2 separate regions of the Mus musculus genome follow, and region 2 is linked to region 1. A link is a contact called in public HiChIP or PLAC-seq data. All regions are on one chromosome and are shown on one strand. The core of a region is the stretch at or near the end of the contact, and the rest is flanking DNA. Distances in the headings are between cores, read along the strand shown.

Region 1 (4,445 bases), core at 578-3,077:
ACACTCCACTCTCCCTTCTCTGTAAAAGTACCCCACCATCAACTACCTGTCCTCTTGGGTGTCACGCTATCTCCTGTATGTCTACATGTTGGTAGATTTTGTATTTCCTGTTCACCTGTCTACTGCTAGCTTATGTCATAGATTAAAATTCCAGAAGAGTGGCCCAGTGTGCTGGCTCTTGCTTGGAATCCCAGTGATTGGAAGGTTGAGGCAGGCAGACCAAATTCATGGCTAGCCTGGTAGAGGAAGCAAGTTTTAGGCCAGCCAGAGCTACCTGGTGGGACTGTCCAAACATCCCTCTCCCTCACCACTCTCCCAACCCACGTCACTGAAGCCTTAGATGGGACATTTGGATTTCCCTACATTGCCCTCCGTTCTTTTCCTACAAACTGATTTTAAAAGTGAAAACCCGTCACCTGAAAAGGCTCTGAGCCCAGAAAAGCCACTGCTTGCTCTGACAGGTTTAGGACATGGCTTTGCCCTGGACCTCAAGACATTAAGGCACACAGAAACTCATTTCAGCCACACTTTTATCATCTTCTGAACTGGGAGGACTCAGGACTGTGGGAGAAGAATTGTCAGCTTCCAGCTTCCATCTGAAGACATTCCAGAGCTCCCTTCAGTTGGAACTTTCTTTCTCCACCTTACAGTTACTGAGTATCTCACCTCTTACCTTGGACAGACCTGTCCCCAACATGGGGGGGGGGGCGAGTTTGGTTAGCCACTTGATCCAGGGGCCTTCCTGTCTTCTCTGGGTAGCACAGAGGTAGGGCAGAGAAAGCTTAGTCTTAGTCTAAAGCAGATCTCGGTGGCACTAAGGCCCCATCTGATTGGAGGGACATGAAGTAAGCAAGCCAACATATGGAAAATGACTCGTGTGTTCCTCAGCACCTCCCAGCAATAAAGCCCAAGCCCTAACAACGAATCATAAACCTGACAGACTGTATAGATTTTCAAGTTTGCGACTGAATTGCTTTGTCTTTGCTTGGCTAAGTAAATAAGTTTCTAAGCGAAGCCTCTGGTGTAGCCTCAGAAAGCTGGATGAAACCAACAGCCACACGGACTGTACACATGGCCTTATTACCCAATCTCTGAAGCTCACAGAATGACTTTTCTAACTCCGGTTACTCATTTCCTTCTTCTCCTTGTAATGGCACCAGACCTCAAAAGATCATTTCATCCCTTATAGGATGAACCTTTGGCCTAGTGACGTACCCCTTAGGCATCCTACAATCTCTGAGCAATGTTACCCCTGTCACATCTTATTGCTTAATTCTGTGTCTATTTTAGGTTCCTGGAGTCATTTGGCTTGGAGAGAACTTTCTGACGTGATCTCCCAACAGGCCTAGTGTTGACTCACCTTCACTTCTCATGGTTCCATTGCTAGCTTGTCCTGGCTTACGCCATTACTGCCCCTTGCTAGCTTGTCCTGGCTTACGCCATTACTGCCCCTTGCTAGCTTGTCCTGGCTTACGCCATTACTGCCCCTTGCTAGCTTGTCCTGGCTTACGCCATTACTGCCCCTTGCTAGCTTGTCCTGGCTTACGCCATTACTGCCCCTTGCTAGCTTGTCCTGGCTTACGCCATTACTGCCCCTTGGTTTGACAACTGTACTGAGCTCCTACACTCCTGTTATTATTTCCCTTCCAGGAAGATACCTTCAACATTTTATCATAACAGTGTCTTTATTTCTTCCAGTAGTTGATGAGGATTTGTACTGGCTACCCTAGTGGATTGTCTAACTTTCAATACATGATACCTACCTACCCCCACTTCTTTGTACTCTTACTTTGGTAACGAGACTGAAAAAAAAAATCTTCCAATCTGACTCATTGTTTAACATGGATATTTTGTTTTTAGTGGTAAAAGTCAAGTAAAATAATGTAGTAGTTCTTAGTCACAACGCCCAAACAACTGGATGGAATATCTAAAAGTAGAATTATCCATGTTTAATATTCTAGCCACTTACTTTGCTTTCCTTAAAGATACTGTGCATCGGAGTATAAGATGTTAATCATATTCTGTTAATTAGACCATAAGCTTAGTGAAGAGGGGCACAGACCATACACATCTGTATGAGTTGTTACATGCAGCTGCTTGATCCACTGCAGAGATGACATTGCATTTTGGAGACAGCTGCTTGGGATTAGGATCTTGCAAAAGTACTCTAACATTACGGTGAAGGTAGCCTGGGGCCCCCGCACACTCCACCCCATCTCTCCAGAGAACAGCACAAGTCAGGCCTGGGGTAGATCTATGCTGAGAGGAGGGATAATTACCCTGGACCAGCTTGGCCTCGGGTCGCAGCTAGCAGACTGAGTTATATCTATCAGGGCTTTTTAAAATGCTGACTTGGCTCCTTAGAAATACAAAACCTCAAACATCATTTCTAAAGGTCACTGGGAATGGGCTGGGTCAGAATAACTTGAGTCAGTTCTGGGCCAATACTATGAAAGAGGAAGTGGCTGAGCAGTTAGATAAGCTCCTGCAGAGTACTACATTGCTAACTCCAAACAAAGAAGAGGGCTTTAGAGCTGAGTTTCTACTCTGTAAGTCAAATGCCCATCAAGCAATGAAGTCTGCTCCCTTAATCGCAATCAGAGATCTTTATCATGACTTGCAAATCAGCTGTGCTCTCCTGAGAACAGATTTGCCACCTGTAAGCACTGTAATTCAGCAAAATTATGCAGAGGTGAAATTTTTGAGAAAAAAAAAAAAAAAAAAAAAGGTTATTTTCAACACAAGAACCATCCTTACAGGAACTCTGCTTCTCTGAAGCCCATAGAAACAGCCCGTTTAAAACAGACAAACAAACAGAAACAGTTACAGGGAATCGAGTTTTAAAAGAACTCTTTAAATTCAAATTCAAAACAGGATTGTGCTCTTCAGTAAGTGCAGTTTACAACTCTCTGGTAAACACTACCTGCTAACAGGGACAAGCAGGATGATGGTTAGTAATTTGGGCCTAATTCCCTTCACAAAAATGGACTTGTTTTAATCGACCGAAGCTGACGAGGCACAGTTTAAAGGATGTGTTCCAGGGCTATCCTGGGGAAGTCAGTGCACATGGTCCTCACATCAGGACCCTCCAGTTCTCACCCATTTGCTCTGGAGCCTTACACACATGGGCTGCAGCTGCCTTTGTATAAAACTGTTGCAATATAATTCTGTCACTTATATCATCACCTGAGCATTTAGATACCACCCGAGGAAAGCTGGTGAGACAATGCTTTGTCAAAATAATGGCTTCAGTGGAACTTTCATAGCACACATTTGAAAGCATCAACACACACACACACACACACACACACACACACACACACACGGGGAGGGGAGGGACTAGTTAGAAAACAAAATTGTTAGTAGATGGATGCGGTGAATTTTATGGGTTGAAATAGGCAGAAACTGTAACAGAAGTACAGAACTCTGCTAGGTGCAGTAGACAGTACAATTCTTCTGGGATTCTCTGGGATTCTGGGATTCCATACACATGCTATTTAACACAGATTAAATGGTGTGAAAGACCATATTAAATGACAGACCATACTGTAAACTTATCAGACTTGTTTATTCCTTAGAAAAATAAGACTGTATTGGGCAATGAAGTTTTAAATTTGTATGCGTCTCATTCATAAATAAAAACAACACTATGGAAATAAATGCTTGTGTTTAGAAATCAGTAATGGACAATTATACTTGTGGCTCAGATCATAGAAAAAAATACAAAGCATCCTTACTATCAGAAGATGTCTTAGACAATAGTCTAAAAATAGGACATCCCTAACGTTTCTACAATGTATTATGGAAACAGCTGTCTTTATCTCCTTTAAAATACAGCTCCTTTTTTATGAATGAAACACATTTTTCATTTTTTGTGATTTCTGAGAAATCGATAATTTAAGGTAATATTTGTGGCAAAACTAAGACATTTATACACATTCAAATCTAGCACAATGCACCAGTCAAGTTTTTGGGAACAGGTGATTGACAAACTATGAAAGCAATTAGAAAATGAGTGCTTTAACGATTTCAATGCTTCATGACAGAAGAAGCAATACCTGACATATAAATATCCACATTACAGAGCTTCAGCGAGAGAATACATCATTGTTGGATAATCAATGAGACTTGCCACTCTCAGAGTCACTTTAGAAACATTTTCATTGTCTAAAGTTTCCCTGTCCACTCATTAAGGAAAACAGAAGAAAGTAAAGGTAAAGCCACACATTCACAGCTTATCTATGGATGTGGATCAACTAGCCACAATTCAGGTGGGAACGAGAAACCATTTACTGACAAAGTAAAGGGAAAATAATGTTGGCTTAGGTTGTCTTCCAACTTGTGTCTACTCACTCTAGTAGCATCCGGGTAGGTAAGTTAACCCGTTTTTTCTCTCCTTCTCTCTGTATATAAGAATTGTTGTCTTTTTAATGACTACATAGAAG
Region 2 (4,429 bases), core at 1,277-3,776, 400 kb after region 1:
CCTCAACAGAGGAATGGATACAGAAAATGTGGTACATCTACACAATGGAGTACTACTCAGCTATTAAAAAGAACGAATTTATGAAATTCCTAGGCAAATGGATGGACCTGGAGGGCATCATCCTGAGTGAGGTAACACATTCACAAAGAAACTCACACAATATGTACTCACTGATAAGTGGATATTAGCCCCAAACCTAGGATACCCAAGATATAAGATACAATTTGCTAAACACATGAAACTCACGAAGAATGAAGACTGAAGTGTGGACATTATGCCCCTCCTTAGAATTGGGAAGAAAACACCCATGGAAGGAGTTACAAAGACAAAGTTTGGAGCTGAGATGAAAGGATGGACCACGTAGAGACTGCCATATCCAGGGATCCACCCCATAATCAGCATCCAAACGCTGACACCATTGCATATACTAGCAAGATTTTATCGAAAGGACCCAGATGTAGCTGTCTCTTGTGAGACTATGCCGGGGCCTAGCAAACACAGAAGTGGATTCTCACAGTCAGCTAATGGATGGATCACAGGGCTCCCAATGGAGGAGCTAGAGAAAGTACCCAAGGAGCTAAAGGGATCTGCAACCCGATAGGTGGAACAACATTATGAACTAACCAGTAACCCGGAGCTCTTGACTCTAGTTGCATATGTATCAAAAGATGGCCTAGTCGGCCATCACTGGAAAGAGAGGCCCATTGGACACGCAAACTTTATATGCCCCAGTACAGGGGAACGCCAGGGCCAACTAGGGGTAGTGGGTGGGTACGGGAGTGGGGGTGGGTGGGTATGGGGGACTTTTGGTATAGCTTTGGAAATGTAAATGAGCTAAATACCTAATGAAAATGGAAAAAAAAAAAACAGGTTCTGCTTTTTATCCTTGACTGACCTGGAACTGGCTACATAGACTAGGTTGGCCTCCAAGTCATACTCAGCCTCTGCAAGAATCTTTAATATGTTCATTTGAATGTAAACTATATTTTGATCTTTTAAGTTTAGGTATATGAAGGCTTTATATTAAAAAGATATTTTTAGTTATTTTGCTGTGCGTGTGTGTGTGTGTGTGTGTGTGTGTGTGTGTGTGTGTGTGTGTGTGTGCGTGTGTGTGGTGTGTCACCAGACACATGTGTAAGTCAGAGGACAACTTGCAGATGTAGCTTCCTCTCCTCCCATGGTGTGGGTCCCAGAGATAGAACTCACATTCTCAGAGGTGGAGGCAGGCTTCGTTGCCAGCCTTTACAGAAGTTTTAAAGCAGTGGTTCTCAACCTTCCTAACACTATGACCCTTTAATAAGTTTCTCACGTTGTGGTGACCCCCAACCATAAAATGATTTTGGTTGCCACTTCGTAACTACTGTACTTTTGTTACTGTTATGACTCTTGATGTAAATATTCGTGTTTTCCAATGACTTTAGAGACCTTCGTGAAAGGGTCCTTCCACCCACAGAGAGGTCATGACTCACAAGTTGAGAACCACTGCTTTAAAGTAGTGTGCCTTGCTTTTATTGTTAAAGATGTTGTGAACGATAATTTGTGCATTTTTTGCCTTGGTTTGAATAATCAATATTTGAAATAGAAAGTCCAGTTAGGAAGAATCCCATGTGTGAACCGATTAGACTAATCATCAGAGTGTGGATGGAGAGAAAAAGCTGCAGATAATGACTACCTTAACGATAAGACAGAACTTTGTGACAGTTTGTTAAGAAGACTTTGATAAATATGGAGAATGTAGTTTGCCTGGAATTCCTTATTGATAAATTGAAAGAATAGTTACAACTTTATCAGAAATAAATTTAATTGGTGTGAGTTGGTAGGGGCATAAAACATCTCTTTAATGTCTCTCTGCATGACATTTTATGCATAAAAATCTATCACTATTAACTCTTTTGAAGGAATGGCTAACAATGTGATACCAGAAGACGGTGATGGACAGGTTAAAGGATCTCAAAGCAGAGCAGACAGCTTGCTTTGGCTAAAAAGCGGCTCTTTTCTCTCTCCAAATTGTCAGCAATTATTTGCCTTAGAAGAAACAATTTCTCAAGAATCTTGAGTTAAAGTTAATCAGTGGACGATTTGGAAGTTCAGAAGTTGGCTTGTTATAATGGAAGGGAGTGTTTTCTACTTTGGGATTTTAAATGCCACTTTCAAAGTTGATCCAATCCACATCACAGACTATTTCCACCAGCTAGAATTCAGTGCAATCAATGCAGAACCTTTTACATGTTCCAAAATAGAAGCTCCACCAAAGAAGTTGTTGTCAAAGGCTAGTCTGATCACCATCATTAGTTAGCTAGAAGGTTCACTGGTTACCTTGTCTCCTTTCACGCTAAGGACTTTACGTTCCAATTTTGCAGCTTGCAATGCTTCTTCCTTTCCCATCCTCCAGGGGGCAGTGACCAGGAATATGCCTCTAAATCACAGGCTCCCAGATCAGTACCAAACCCTTCCTGCGCTGTTCCTGGGAGCGTCAGATTTGTCGCAGGAGCCTCACCCTGAGCCTGCGCAGACTGTAGCTGTCGCGTGAGCGCATGCGCCTTGCGGAGAGTTCGGCCCTGACGGCTCTGGGCGGGTCTGGGCTGCTCCAGTGTTTTGGGGCCCAGGAGCAGTGGGAGGAGCCGGCGGGTTCACCGTGGTAACCGCTGCGCCGCCGCCGCCGCCACCGCCACCGCCACCGCCGCCCCGCCTTGCAGGCCTTGGGACTGTCACCGCTCTGCTTTGAGGGTACTTTGGCCGGGTCTCCGGAAGTAGCCCTCCCAGATTCTCAGACACTCCCATTCTCCCCACGCCGCTGCCGCCGCCGCCGCCGCCATGCAAGGCGAGGACGCCAGATACCTCAAAAGGTGATGACCCGGGCTCCGCCCTGAGCAGGTCCTTAGGTGTTTCCCGGCTGACCATGGGATGTCCAGGGGCAGAGCTAGACACGAGAAGGGGTGGGACGCAGGGAAGGAAAGAAAGAGGAGAAAATGATGGGGTGGAATAAAGGATGGGCCCTGCGGGGGCGCGAGGTCCTCTTTGGCTTGGAGGTGTCCTGACAGCATCTGATGATGTCCTTGCTACATTAATCTATAACCTCATTAAGAGGCAGGTTAGGCGAGATAAATCCCATATTTCCTAGGTTTTGTTTTTTGTTCTGCCCCACTCTCCTGGATTCCTCAATAGATAAATCCCATGGAAGCTTGGAAATGAATTCTGTCACATCACCAATTTGTGTTCAGTTTGAGATTCATAAATCATGGTGGGGTGTGTGGAATAAAGACGGACGTGGTGGTTTTTGCTTTATGCAAGACTGGATTGAGATGTTCAGTCAGCTGGTCTTGGTCCACTTTACTCACTTGACGGTCACATACACTGTATAATTTCTGTAGGAAGTTCATTATTATTAAGACCTTGGCATGCGAAAGCCTACTATTTTTTTTTTTTACATATGTATGATATCAGCTACACCAAGAAAAAGGAAATTTTGTGAGATTCCTTAATGTCTGTAGAAAAATAAGACCACCCATGGTTAGAAAAATATACCTCTCACTGAACCAACTGTGAGGGAGCAGTGAATAAATCTTTTAAAATGCTAATGTAGAGTCTCTATTTTTCGTTAAAGCTCTGTTGCTAATCCACTGCAAAGAGCACATAGATTTGGTTTTTTGGACATAATTACTTCATTTGAAAATGAGAGATAATACTTTCTGAAGGACATAAGGACAAAGTATGAAAATACTTTTGAGAGAAAAACCATGCATGTTAGGTGGTGACATTAAGTCCTAATAAAATTTGTTAAGTGTATTTTCCCTTACTTGATAGGGTTCTAGCCATATCTTGCAAGAAATTAGAAATAATCTTGCAAGTGGTAGTGGATTCTTGAACATAGTCAAATAGTTGTAAGATAAATCAACTATACTGCTTGTACAAGACAAGGGAACACAGTGCTTTGTCTTTTTCATTTTATATCTTTAACGAAAAGGCAAATGAGAAGACTTTCAGTAGAGATTTGTAAAAAGGAATATGTAATAAAAACAAATACATGGTCAGAGTACTCATTCTAACGTCATTTTGTTACCATATACACATGTGCCCATTCCCATACTCCTGTACACACACTCTTTATCTGTCAAATACAGTACACTTTCTAATTTCAACTTTAAACCGAAGGTTGTTTTAAAGAACATGCTGCCATTGTAGCATTTGCTGATTTTCATATACTATGGGTGTGTCAGATGTGGTTTTATTTAGAGTCATTGTACTAGTGTGGACCCTCTTAAAACCACATCATCTAGAAAACAATCAATACAACTGATCTACTTACTCACTGTGATGTTTTAGTCATAATCTGGAAAAAGATTTTAAAAACATTGTTCAATTTTGTCTAAGTTTGCATTGCCTTAGCATGTGTATATTTACATACACACATACATGATATATATTGCAC

The links. HiChIP or PLAC-seq counts read pairs in DNA pulled down with a chosen protein or histone mark.
Region 2: a CTCF HiChIP or PLAC-seq map of the NIH/3T3 cell line shows a contact between it and region 1, with 10 read pairs. The contact joins the promoter of Kifap3 here to the enhancer-like site in region 1. A contact is called at or near these places in 4 of 39 promoter capture datasets (cranial neural crest, frontonasal cranial neural crest, hippocampal neurons and 1 more), 1 of 15 datasets of contacts at CTCF or cohesin (the NIH/3T3 cell line), 1 of 484 Hi-C or Micro-C datasets (cochlea) and 1 of 115 datasets of contacts at active chromatin or transcription factors (pancreatic cancer cells).

What each region holds. Positions count from the first base shown.
Region 1 is chr1:163,381,359-163,385,803 of GRCm38.p6, forward strand. Gorab (golgin, RAB6-interacting) reads right to left here. Exons shown (of 5, transcript NM_178883.6): 5 at 3,545-4,445. Among named protein-coding and RNA genes, the nearest start is that of Gm24940, 19 kb to the right of the region's middle. Within about 2 kb of position 1,828, at least 114 of the 459 cell types and tissues checked have an H3K27ac peak or open chromatin away from gene starts, as enhancers often do. A contact at or near this core is called in the NIH/3T3 cell line and pancreatic cancer cells, where this site is marked.
Region 2 is chr1:163,777,057-163,781,485 of GRCm38.p6, forward strand. It overlaps Kifap3 (kinesin-associated protein 3), which reads left to right and starts at 2,527. Exons shown (of 20, transcript NM_001305643.1): 1 at 2,527-2,846. The coding sequence starts at 2,815. Gm51663 (predicted gene, 51663) reads right to left here and starts at 2,484. Exons shown (of 2, transcript NR_165475.1): 1 at 2,317-2,484.